Linked DNA regions of Zea mays: region 2 is linked to region 1. The links are chromatin contacts, called in public Hi-C maps. All regions are on one chromosome and are shown on one strand. The core of a region is the stretch at or near the end of the contact, and the rest is flanking DNA. Distances in the headings are between cores, read along the strand shown.

What was found. Hi-C and Micro-C count contacts between places; a contact is called where the count stands out from the background.
Region 2: a contact with region 1 is called in a Hi-C map of tassel, with 5 times the contacts expected there. The contact joins the promoter of LOC100383014 here to the promoter of LOC103639413 in region 1. A contact is called at or near these places in 2 of 25 Hi-C or Micro-C datasets (ear and tassel).

What each region holds. Positions count from the first base shown.
Region 1 is chr1:149,437,870-149,443,197 of Zm-B73-REFERENCE-NAM-5.0, forward strand. It overlaps LOC103639413, which reads right to left and starts at 2,142. Exons shown (of 2, transcript XM_008662163.4): 1 at 1-2,142. The coding sequence starts at 717. LOC100383477 reads left to right here. Exons shown (of 8, transcript NM_001176125.1): 7 at 2,392-2,736; 8 at 4,313-4,891. The coding sequence ends at 4,477.
Region 2 is chr1:149,990,068-149,995,211 of Zm-B73-REFERENCE-NAM-5.0, forward strand. It overlaps LOC100383014, which reads right to left and starts at 3,578. Exons shown (of 1, transcript NM_001175693.2): 1 at 1,249-3,578. The coding sequence starts at 3,546. The coding sequence ends at 1,522.

The sequences.
Region 1 (5,328 bases), core at 892-3,391:
AAGCTCAGATCGATGATTGGTCTTGCCACAATGATCACAAGGCTTAAAAATATTCTTAGGTTTCTGGGCAGCAGCCAACACACTGTGAGGATTACCACCAGTAGAGGACAGAGAATGAAGACGAGTCTCTTCAGCAAGTAAATCAGACAACGCCTTAGCCATTGTGAGAGTGTCAGAACCCTGAAGTAAACGAGCACGAAGAGAATCAAACTCGGCCCGAACGCCCATAACAAATCTGTAAGTGAAGAACTTGTCAATAAACTGATGAGCAGGACACGGATCAGCAGTACAAGCTGGCACCATAGATGTCAAAGCACTCATCAGACGATCAAAGGCTGAGTAGTACTCATCAATGCTCATATCATTTTGCTCAATAACATGTGTCTGCTGCATGAGAGTGTGTAATAGAGCACCACTGTCCTGAACAAAACGCTCCTTCAAATGAGACCAGATGGCTTTGGCAGTTTTAAATTTAGACAAACTCATAATCATAGACGGTTTGACGCTGTTCACCATAGCAGCCATCACTTTACCATCATTAAGCTGCCATGTTTTGATATCAGCAGCATTGCGACGATCATCCGCAAGTATGGGTGCCGCATCAGTCAAATGAAAGAGTAATCCATGTCCTCTGAGTGCAGTCTCAACACAGAAAGCCCACTCCGGATAATTGTGTCCATCAAGAGTGATATTGACCACAATAGCATTTGTCGTCATGTTGAATTCAATGAAAAAAGGAAGAACAGGAGACTGGAAACCAAGCAAACCAGAGGAACCGCAGCTGACAGCAGTCCGAGTTGGACGAGTTGACGAAGGTCTTGGTCGCGGAAGCCGAGTTGATCAGTCTGCCCGCAATGGCAGCCACCGGCGCACGGCGCAGATGGCGACGAGGCAGGGTGCAGTTGACGACGACGCAGATCCGGATCCGCAGACTGTTGCGGTGTGCTGCAGGCGGACGGCTACAGGGCGCAGTAGGCGGACGACGAAGGACAGCAGCGTGGCGCAGCACTGCTGGGAACGGCAGCCTGGCGCAGCACTGCTGGGAACTGCACCCTGGCGCAGCAGGCACGGCGGACAGCAGTGGACAGCACTGCTGGGAACTGCGCCCTGGCGCAGCAGGCACGGCGACCAGGGGCGGACAGCAGTGGACAGCGGCGGCCAGGAAGGGTAGATCCGCGACGGCGGATGGGCAGCAGCCAGGATCCGCGAGGATGGCCGCGGAACTGGACGAGATCGGCGACGGCGGATGGGCAGCGGCGCGGATCTGGACGAGGGCAGCGCAGACGAGCTCGCAGTCCAGCGAACGGGCGGCGGCCGGATCTGGGCAGCGGCGGCGCGGATCTGGACGAGGGCGGCGAACGGGCGGCGGCCGGATCTGGGCGGCGGCGGCGCAGACGAGCTCGCAGCGACGGGATCCAGCAAACGGGCGGTGGCCGGATCAGGGCGGCAGCGGGCGGGATCCGCGCAGATGAGACCGCAGGCGGTAGGGCCGCGACGGCGGCGGAGAAGACCGCGACGGCGGCAAAGGGGACCGCGACGGCGGCCGGAAGGAGAGATGGTGGCTGGAAAAAAAATCTAAGAAACCCTAATCGTGACCTCCTCTGATACCATGTAACTAACCTTGATTAGATGAGATAATAGCCCCCTTGGGTACTGTAGCATATATATAGGCAGACCATAATATATGGGCCTTAATGGGCCTTAACAGATGCTGCATTCTCCAGGGCTGTCATGCGTGTGGACAAAGAAGACATCTGCTGCACCATCTGCCGGTGGAAGTCGACCATCATCATCTTCAAGTCCCCCACATCGCTGGGTTGAGGAGCAGCGGGCGGTGGATCCATGTTGGCTGGGGCGCCATTGGAGGCGGGTGCCATCTCTGTCCCGGACATCTCCGATACCAGATTGGTACGGCTTGAGCTTCTCAGGTTGTAGGGATGATGTTGCTGAGCAAGGGCACGCCGCCTGGGTGCCGTTCCGGGGGTGCCGTGGTGAAGAGGATGAGAGAAGGGACTAAGGGAAGCTGAAAGTAAATACTCTTTATTACTTCTTGCTTGCCAATTGATTACAAAGGCCCTGACCTTTTAGGCGCCGGCCCCTAACAGAATCCCCCCTAGATAGGAGATCTAAAAGCTAATACTTATCTACTGACTGGGACTTCTTATCCTAACAAACTGGACCGCATAATCTCCTAACAGATTTATCCTATTAGGTGGATTGGCCCTGGCCATCCTTAGCCCTTCTCTTGTAACTCTTTCCAGTCATAACAGTTACCGTGGCCAAAAGTAAGGGGTTAAGTTAGCAGCAGTCTACTTGCAACTGTACAAGCACTTAAATATCTATTTGATCGAGCCTAGGTTTTGACACAAATTGTTCTAATCATTTGTGCAGGTGCATGGATTTGTGCAAGATAATAGAACAGGGCAAAAAGTAGCTATGTTAATTGGAAAATGGGATGAAGCTATGTATTATGTGCTTGGGGATCCAAGTGTTAAACCCAAGGGATATGACCCAATGTCAGAAGCAGTTCTTTTATGGGAGAGGGACAAGTCTCTTAATCAGACACGTTACAACCTTTCTCCTTTTGCAATTTCTCTAAATGAATTGACACCACATTTGTTGAACAAGTTGGCTCCTACTGATTCTCGTTTGAGACCAGACCAAAGGCATCTGGAAAATGGTGAATATGAGATGGCAAATTCAGAGAAACTTAGGCTTGAACAACTGCAACGGCAGGTAACCAACAATTATATATGATTTGACATGGCCTTTTGTCTTGTGTCTTTCATAGGTTATCAGGCAATGATAACAATTGACATGTCTTGATAATATTTATTGTTCTCATAAATAAAGTTGTTAGGAATGCAATAGGGGTCTGATGCCCCTTGAGGCCTTGTTCTTTTCATCCCTAAACCATGGGGATTGAAGAGGATGTTGACTTGTTGGAGATTTAATCCCCTCAGTCCCTTCCAACCCCATTGGTTTGAGAGCAAAACGAACAGGGCCTGGTTGTGAAGCTTTTCTATCTGAATTATGTCAGCATGAATCATCTTGGACTGATGATCATCATGTTAGCAAATATTCCCTCCATCCCAATTTATAATTCATTTAACTTTTTTAACAAATTTGACCAGCTCGTCTTATCCATTTTTTTGCGAAACAATGAAAAATTCAAAGCCATACTTAATTATATTATTTGCTAAACAATATCACAGTAAAAATTGATAATCATGATTTTTTTTGAATTAGACGAGTTAGTCAAACCTGGGTAAAAATCAAACGAATTATAAATTAGAACGGAGGGAGTAGAAAATTTGTGCAGTACTGGATCTGTTTTTACAATACAACTGTAGTTCATTATCGATTATAAAAAAATGAGGTCATTATCGCACAACTAGATCACCTAGGATAGGTAAAACAGAAGATCAAATTAAGTAATTGTTTTTAGTATGGACTGACTTGCCTAGAAATTAATTTATAAAAAGGGAGGCAAATCCAGTGTCGGATACTTTCACACGAGTGAGGTCATAAATCGAGGCAAGCCTTTCCCTCGAGGCAACGACTAATATGCAAGCAGGTACTAGATGTAAGCGTATAAGCAGATTTTTTAGCCTGTTACATCTGTATCCAACGGTAAATACAATTGTGGTTTGTTAGGGGTTTTTTATAAAGCTATAAGAGGTGGTGGTGGAAGGGTTTAAGTGTTAAATATGACATACCGTTGAATGTAGATCTAATAGATCAAAATGTCTGCTTGCGTGCTTGCATTTAGTACCTGCTTGCATATTAGTCGTGCCCTTCCCTCAAATGTCGATAGACTGCATCGCACGACCTGGCAAGCCTTTCCCTTAAATGTGGAGATGCGGAGAGGCTACTTTGAACCCATGGCATGGTGACTTACTGAGATAGCTGTATCAGACCTACCCTTTCCTAGAAATTAATTTATAATTTAAAAATACCTGTTGGTGATATACTGATATGTAGTAACGGTTAACTAGTCACAACAACAAAAACAATGAAGTTTTTTAGTCTCTAGCAAATTGGGGTAGACGAAGTCATAAATCAAGTTCAGGCATGTGGATAGCTTTTTTCGTTCACCCCTATTCAAGGCTAACTAGAGTCTCATTTCTCGTAATTAGGGGTAGGGATGGATGGACAGTTCGTTACTGCAGCATATAAGGCAAAATCTAATGGTTCCTTAAACATTTACATTAGTGGTGAACAAAGATCTTAGTTGGGTATTCAAGCTCATCCCTGAGCAGATTTCTTTTTGTTCATCGTGGTGCTTTACCTCTCATGGTATACTTTGCAGGCACGACAACTGCAAGAAAAAGGATGGAGACCAAGGTGGTTTAAGAAGGATGATGGCGACAGTTACCGCTATATGGGTGGATACTGGGAAGCGAGGGAGACGGGGAACTGGGACGGTATTCCGGACATCTTTCGCCAGAATAGTTTGTCTCCAGGACTGCACTAACTACCCTTCTTCCCTATGTTATACTTGTGTATCTCCACCAAACATTTAACGAAGTTATGGTGGCAACAAGGCAGAGCCAAAGCATAGCGTTTCTTCGTGGGCATGGTCAACCTCGTGTCGGCTGGGGTTGGACAAGTGGTTGGAAACGTAGGTTTCATTTTTGAATTTCAGGACTAATTTTGTCTTGGAATGCGGTTAGTTTAGATTTGTTTTTTATGCCTTGGCGGCTAATCCACGGATGGTAGGCTTTGCCGCGCGCTCTAGTGTCTTGGGCCATGTATGGAGTATTATCTATGGACATCGGGTGATTTCAATCGTCGTCACAATACTTCTTGACTGTTACAATCGAATTTACACAACATAAGATGTGATATCTGGCTCAATTTGGATTGAATCTATAATTGTCCTTGTGTCAGTCTACTGTATGCTAAGGCTTTGTTTGGTTGGGCTGGAATTATTTGGGATGACGGCCTGATCCACTGGTGTGGATCAAATACTACCCCACGACAAAACAGTTGTTCATTTAGCTAGGGGCGAAGCCAGCTTAAAAGTTGCCCTGGTGCATACTCTAGAGAAAAAGGAAAAACATACAATTTAAAAGAAATACATAACAAATTTAAGACAATTATTAGCAAAATTTTATTTTACCCTAGTGCCTATGCACAGCGTAACTTCGCTTCGCCAATGTGTTTAGCCTATGTGTGTTGCAAAGTAGACCCAATCTTTGTGTTGCTAAGGCCTTTTGGCCTGAATCAATCCACGGACCAACAACTGTGGAACATATGTTGGCCACTATGCGAAAGCAATGATGAAGACGCGATTTGGCTACCATGTGAAAGCAACAACTGCGA
Region 2 (5,144 bases), core at 2,328-4,827, 550 kb after region 1:
GATCTGATTCTTTTTATGCTAATGCTATTTAGTTTGTGAACTCAACTTATGTATGAACTTATTCTATATTTGAAATTCTATGTCAAGTCTGAAAAGACGTTTCAACGTTCGTTTAAACATTTAAACTTTGAAAAGTTGGTTCATACAGTTTTAACGCTTTAATAACAATGCATTGTATCTGTCACATCTGGAATGCAAAATTCCGTCATAGCTGCTGTTCTCGTCCCAGAAATGGGACAATGCCCACTGGTGCATTGTGGAAGTCTTCTTGGCCCACCTAGGTGCAATTAAAACAAAACAAAGGATATGTAGTTATGTTGGTAACTAGATATCCAATTAGATCAAAACAAAACAAAAAAAAGCTTTACTACCCAACAATTCTACAGCTACAAAACAGTTGTGATTATAAGCTGCCTTTTCAATTTTAATGGCTTCGCTAGCCTTGCCACGAATGAGTGGTTGTTTGCGGAATTTATTCATTGTCATTACAAGGACCTCAGTATCTTCCATTTGTATGAACCCGGATTCCTGGTCCTGGCTATTTCGTATTTGCGTGCCCAATTCTTTTAGGCATTGCCGGTCCTGTAAAAACAAGACAGATGACGAAAGATGAACAAGAACATTGAATGGATGATTCACCATAACAAGAAATGAACACTGCTGGTGATGAAGTGGCTGTTTAACTCAGCACTGTCAGACTATGTGAGAGAAAAACTTAACCACTTTCAAAGGTAATGCAATGGTGGTGAATGACCAACCAGGCTGTTGGCGGGCATCGTCAAGGCTAAGGAAAGGGGCGAAAAAAGTAAGGACCTGATGTCATTTGCTGTGTCGATTGAGTGCTTAAAGACCAAATTTGTAGGGTAGCAATCTCTAGCCTACAGTTCAAACAAATGTATCATGTAGTACTGCACCCTGATTCATGTATATCCATAAGGTGACAGTTTTTTCTCTGAAGAAAATTTTATGTTTCCTCTTTCTTTATCAAGCATGAATAAGGCCAAGAATATAGGGGATAACTATTTCTAGAATTTCTCTAGCTAGTAATTACATGCTCAAAGAATCAATAGAGTTGCATAAAGCTTGACACTTTATGTAGACATTTTTTTAACACAATAGGTAACAGATGCTGAAGAAACATACCAAATGTCCAAATTGTTCTGAATAGGTTTTCAGAGGGACAAGCCCAAATTCATTGCATCCTTGAAATGCCATGCATCACAGTGCCCAATACTTCAAGGTACTAAGAAGTCCAATTATTGATCAACATTTGCTGAGGGAATGCAAGCACACTGTCACCATTACTATGGATGGCTCAATAGGAAAACAAAGGGTGGACACAATAAGCATGATTGAAATAGATCATGTGAATCAACGGTAAACATCAGTTGTATAGTAGCTTAGCAGAGATGAGGATATAGATCCATTCATCACAGGAGAGGGCAGCATCCACCGAGCAAAATATCATGTGACTGATAAGTCATGCTTTGACAGTCTGGACCAAAATATCTGACCCTGCCCTTAAATAAGCACTGAACCTAAGTGGGCATTTTTTCTATGCAGTTTATTCATGAACATTCCTGCCTCACTGAAACGACCCATTTTAGTAAGTGCACCAACAACTGGCCAATACGTGTGTTGTTTAGTACCAATGCAGGAAATGGACTCCATTGCAAGTATAATTTCTTTAGCTTCATCAACTCTTCTTTCATCACATAGAGCTTTTATCAGGGCATTGTATGTGTAACTGTCTGGAGATACACCATACCTTGACATGTCATTAAAAAGTTTCTGAGCTTTCTCTATTTTTCTCATCCTGCAAAAACTCAAAATAGGTGCATTGAAGGAATATGCATCAGGTGTAATGCCATCCATTTTCATCTTATTAAGAAGTTCAATGGCCTTGCTAACATGCCCAGCTGAACAAAGTCCATGTATTAGAACATTGTACGTCTGGACATTCGGCCTGACACCCCACTCAGACATCTCACTGAAGCAATTGAAGGCATCATCCAGCTGATGGGTATGACATAGCCCGTCAATAAGGGAAGTAAAAGTAATGACATCTGGCATTAAACCATGTTCCATGACCATTTTAAGAAATGCTTTTGCATCATGTACATTGCCTAGTTTCAAATATCCATTTATCAATGTGTTAAAAGTCACAAGATTAGGAGAGAAACCTGACTCTTGCATAACTTTGATGGTCTCCAGTGCTCTTTCCACTTCACCTGCCTTGGCAAAGCAATCTATCACAATGTTGTAAGATTCCACACTAGACAAAAGCCCATCTGAAACCATCTGACTAAAATACTTATTTGCCTTTGAGATATCCTTGCACCTCAGAAAGGATTTAATAATCATAATATACATATCAAATCCCAGATTCCCCCCTTTCTTGATGAAATCATCTACCAACTCACACAGATCACTTGACTCCAAGACTTTCACAGCGCAAGGGATCACAATGCTGAATGTTGTGCTGCCAAGGAGATATCCCCTTTTGCTCATCTTCTTCGCAAGTTCAACTGCCTCTTTGTCCATATCATTCTTCGAGAGGCAATACAGCAAAGTATGATATGCAATTGAATGCAGAGTAGGATCACTCTCAATCCACTCACTCAGCATCCTGTATGCCCTTTCTTTTTCAAGGCAACGAAATGCACCATGAACCAGAGACCTGTATGTAGCCTCAGTTGCTGACACTCCCTTCTCCTTCATCCTCTCCAACACACAAACAGCTTCTTCAACTCTGCTAGCATTGCAGAACCCATCGACCAACATGGTGTATGTGACAACATTCGGCCTGATCCCTGCCCGCTCCATTTGCTTCACCAGCCTTAGCGCCTCGTCGACGATCCCGCGTCGGCAGACTCCGTGCACCAGGGTATTGTACGTGAAGCAGTCCGGCCGACACCCGTCCGCAGGCATCTGCTGGAACCTGAGGTACGCGGCGTCCACCGCGCCTGCCCTCACCGATGCGGCGATCACAGCATTGTAAATGGCCGTGCTGGGCCGCAGTCCCAGGCGCGGCACTTGCACGAACACCTCGTGCGCGTAGTGCGCCAGCCCGAGCCTGCCCCAGCTCTCCACCAGCGCGCACAGCAGCTCCTCCGAGACCTCGCAGCCACAGCTCCGTACGTCGGCGACCAGTGCCGCGGAGAGCACCACGGGCCCGCGCCGCAACAGGGCGTCCCCGAGCGCGCGCCGCACGGACCGGTCCCGCGCGAAGTGCTGACCGAACCTCGATGCCCAGACGTAGAGGCGCACGCAGAGGAGCGGCTCGCCGGCGGCGTGCTGCAGCGCGCGGACGACGAAGCGCGGGCCCAGCTGCCGGAGTGGGGCGGCGAACTCTGAGTTGATCCGAGCGAACCAGTCCCGCTCGGCCAGGAGCGACACCGCGCGGGTTGGGTCGGCGGCAGCGGATTGCGCCGCAGCCTGGCCGGATTTTGTGGAAAGGTGTGATGCCGGGCGGATTTGGCCGGGAGTATCGGTGGGTTTGAGCAGGCGCCGAAGGAGATCGTAGAGCAGCCTCCAGCTTCTCATCTGATTCGATTGGGATGTCCGGTTGTCAGCGGGATGTCCGGATCTTCGAATTTATAGATGGATGAGATATGAGAACGATGCCTACCTTTAAACCACTCGGTTAGACAACTCCAAGAGACTACGTATATGATTTTATAAAGGTAATTTAGCTAATATTAAAAGGAAATTATATCCAATAGACTCTGTAAACGGCTCTTCAAATTTAGTGGCTCTCTATTTCTCTATCTTCGCTCTCCAATTTTGGATAGCATGCTTCACTCTCTATTCAGTCCGTAGGTTTACCGATTTTGTTGGATTAGCCTACACTTTTTCTCTAAAATCTATTTTAGAGAGTAGCTAAATCAGTAAATTTGGCTAGTATTTTTAGCTAATCTCTTGGAGTTGCTCTTAGTCTGTGAATTGGATAAACAAGTGGACGTATGTAGACACTTTATAGATTGAAGTTTGAAATATATGGTAAGATTAGATATATGCTTTTGCGTTGTGACAGCAGTAAAAAATTGTATTACTAGTCAGTTGCCCGTGCGTTGCGACGGCTTATAACAATACCCACGTAAACTATCCACCAATAAAATTTCAAGATTTTTTATTGATTGTCTCTGCTCTCCATATAATATTTTTTTATTTGACTAACTGATGTTATTGTTTACTCCATGCAATATATCTTGATACAACATGACCAATGAAGTGAGCGATTAAAAGAGAGTTTCCAACGACTGAATGAACGAACAGAGATTATAAAATGTCATAATTGCACTATATAGAGACCAAATAAGAGAAAGTTTGTGAGCTAAAGTTTCTAAAATAAGTCACATGAACTCAAACTTATAAAAAAGTAGATCAAAATATGGAGTGATTGCTAAAGTCAGGCATCAATAAAAACTAGATGCGCTCCATATAAATTATGCTACTTCGTAGCAATTACTAACGTTTAAAACCAATAAATAACCTTTTATTTTAATGTTAGTATGACAAATCATTGTTGCTTCATCTAATTCAGCAACCTCAAACACCATGGAGTCCATTGCGCCAATGTGGTCTCAGAAACGACCTAATGCTTGCAAAAGCCAAGAACGTCGTGTCGTGCTTGGGCTGTAGCCTCGGCCCGTGGTGCTGACCCGACACGACACGATTATATATTTTTTATTTTACAAAAAACGTATATACATATATACAATTTATATTCAATATTAAAAACATCTGAGCATGATGTTCTACTGGTTAGACAGCTTCACCCAGTGTCTCTCACCCTTTTCTCATTAGGGCATGGGTTCAAACCCCACCTTCTGCACTATTTTTTAACAATTTATGCTGATTTAATCAAATGAGCTAACGGGCTGGCCCGACACAGTCAGCAGGCCCGCATGACGTGCCTGGGCCAGAGTTGTGGCACGCGAGAGCCAGTGCCGGTCGCCGTTTGGCCATCATAGGTGTGGAGCGGATTCATTTGAAATAGCTGTGAGGGGTTATTTGTAAAAATATGACGCGGGACGACCGTTGAAACTAGTGCGTTAAAGTATAGTATAGATATAGAAATATAGATATGGAACGATAAACATCAATGTGGTATGTAAAATCTGTGTGGTAAACATTATTAA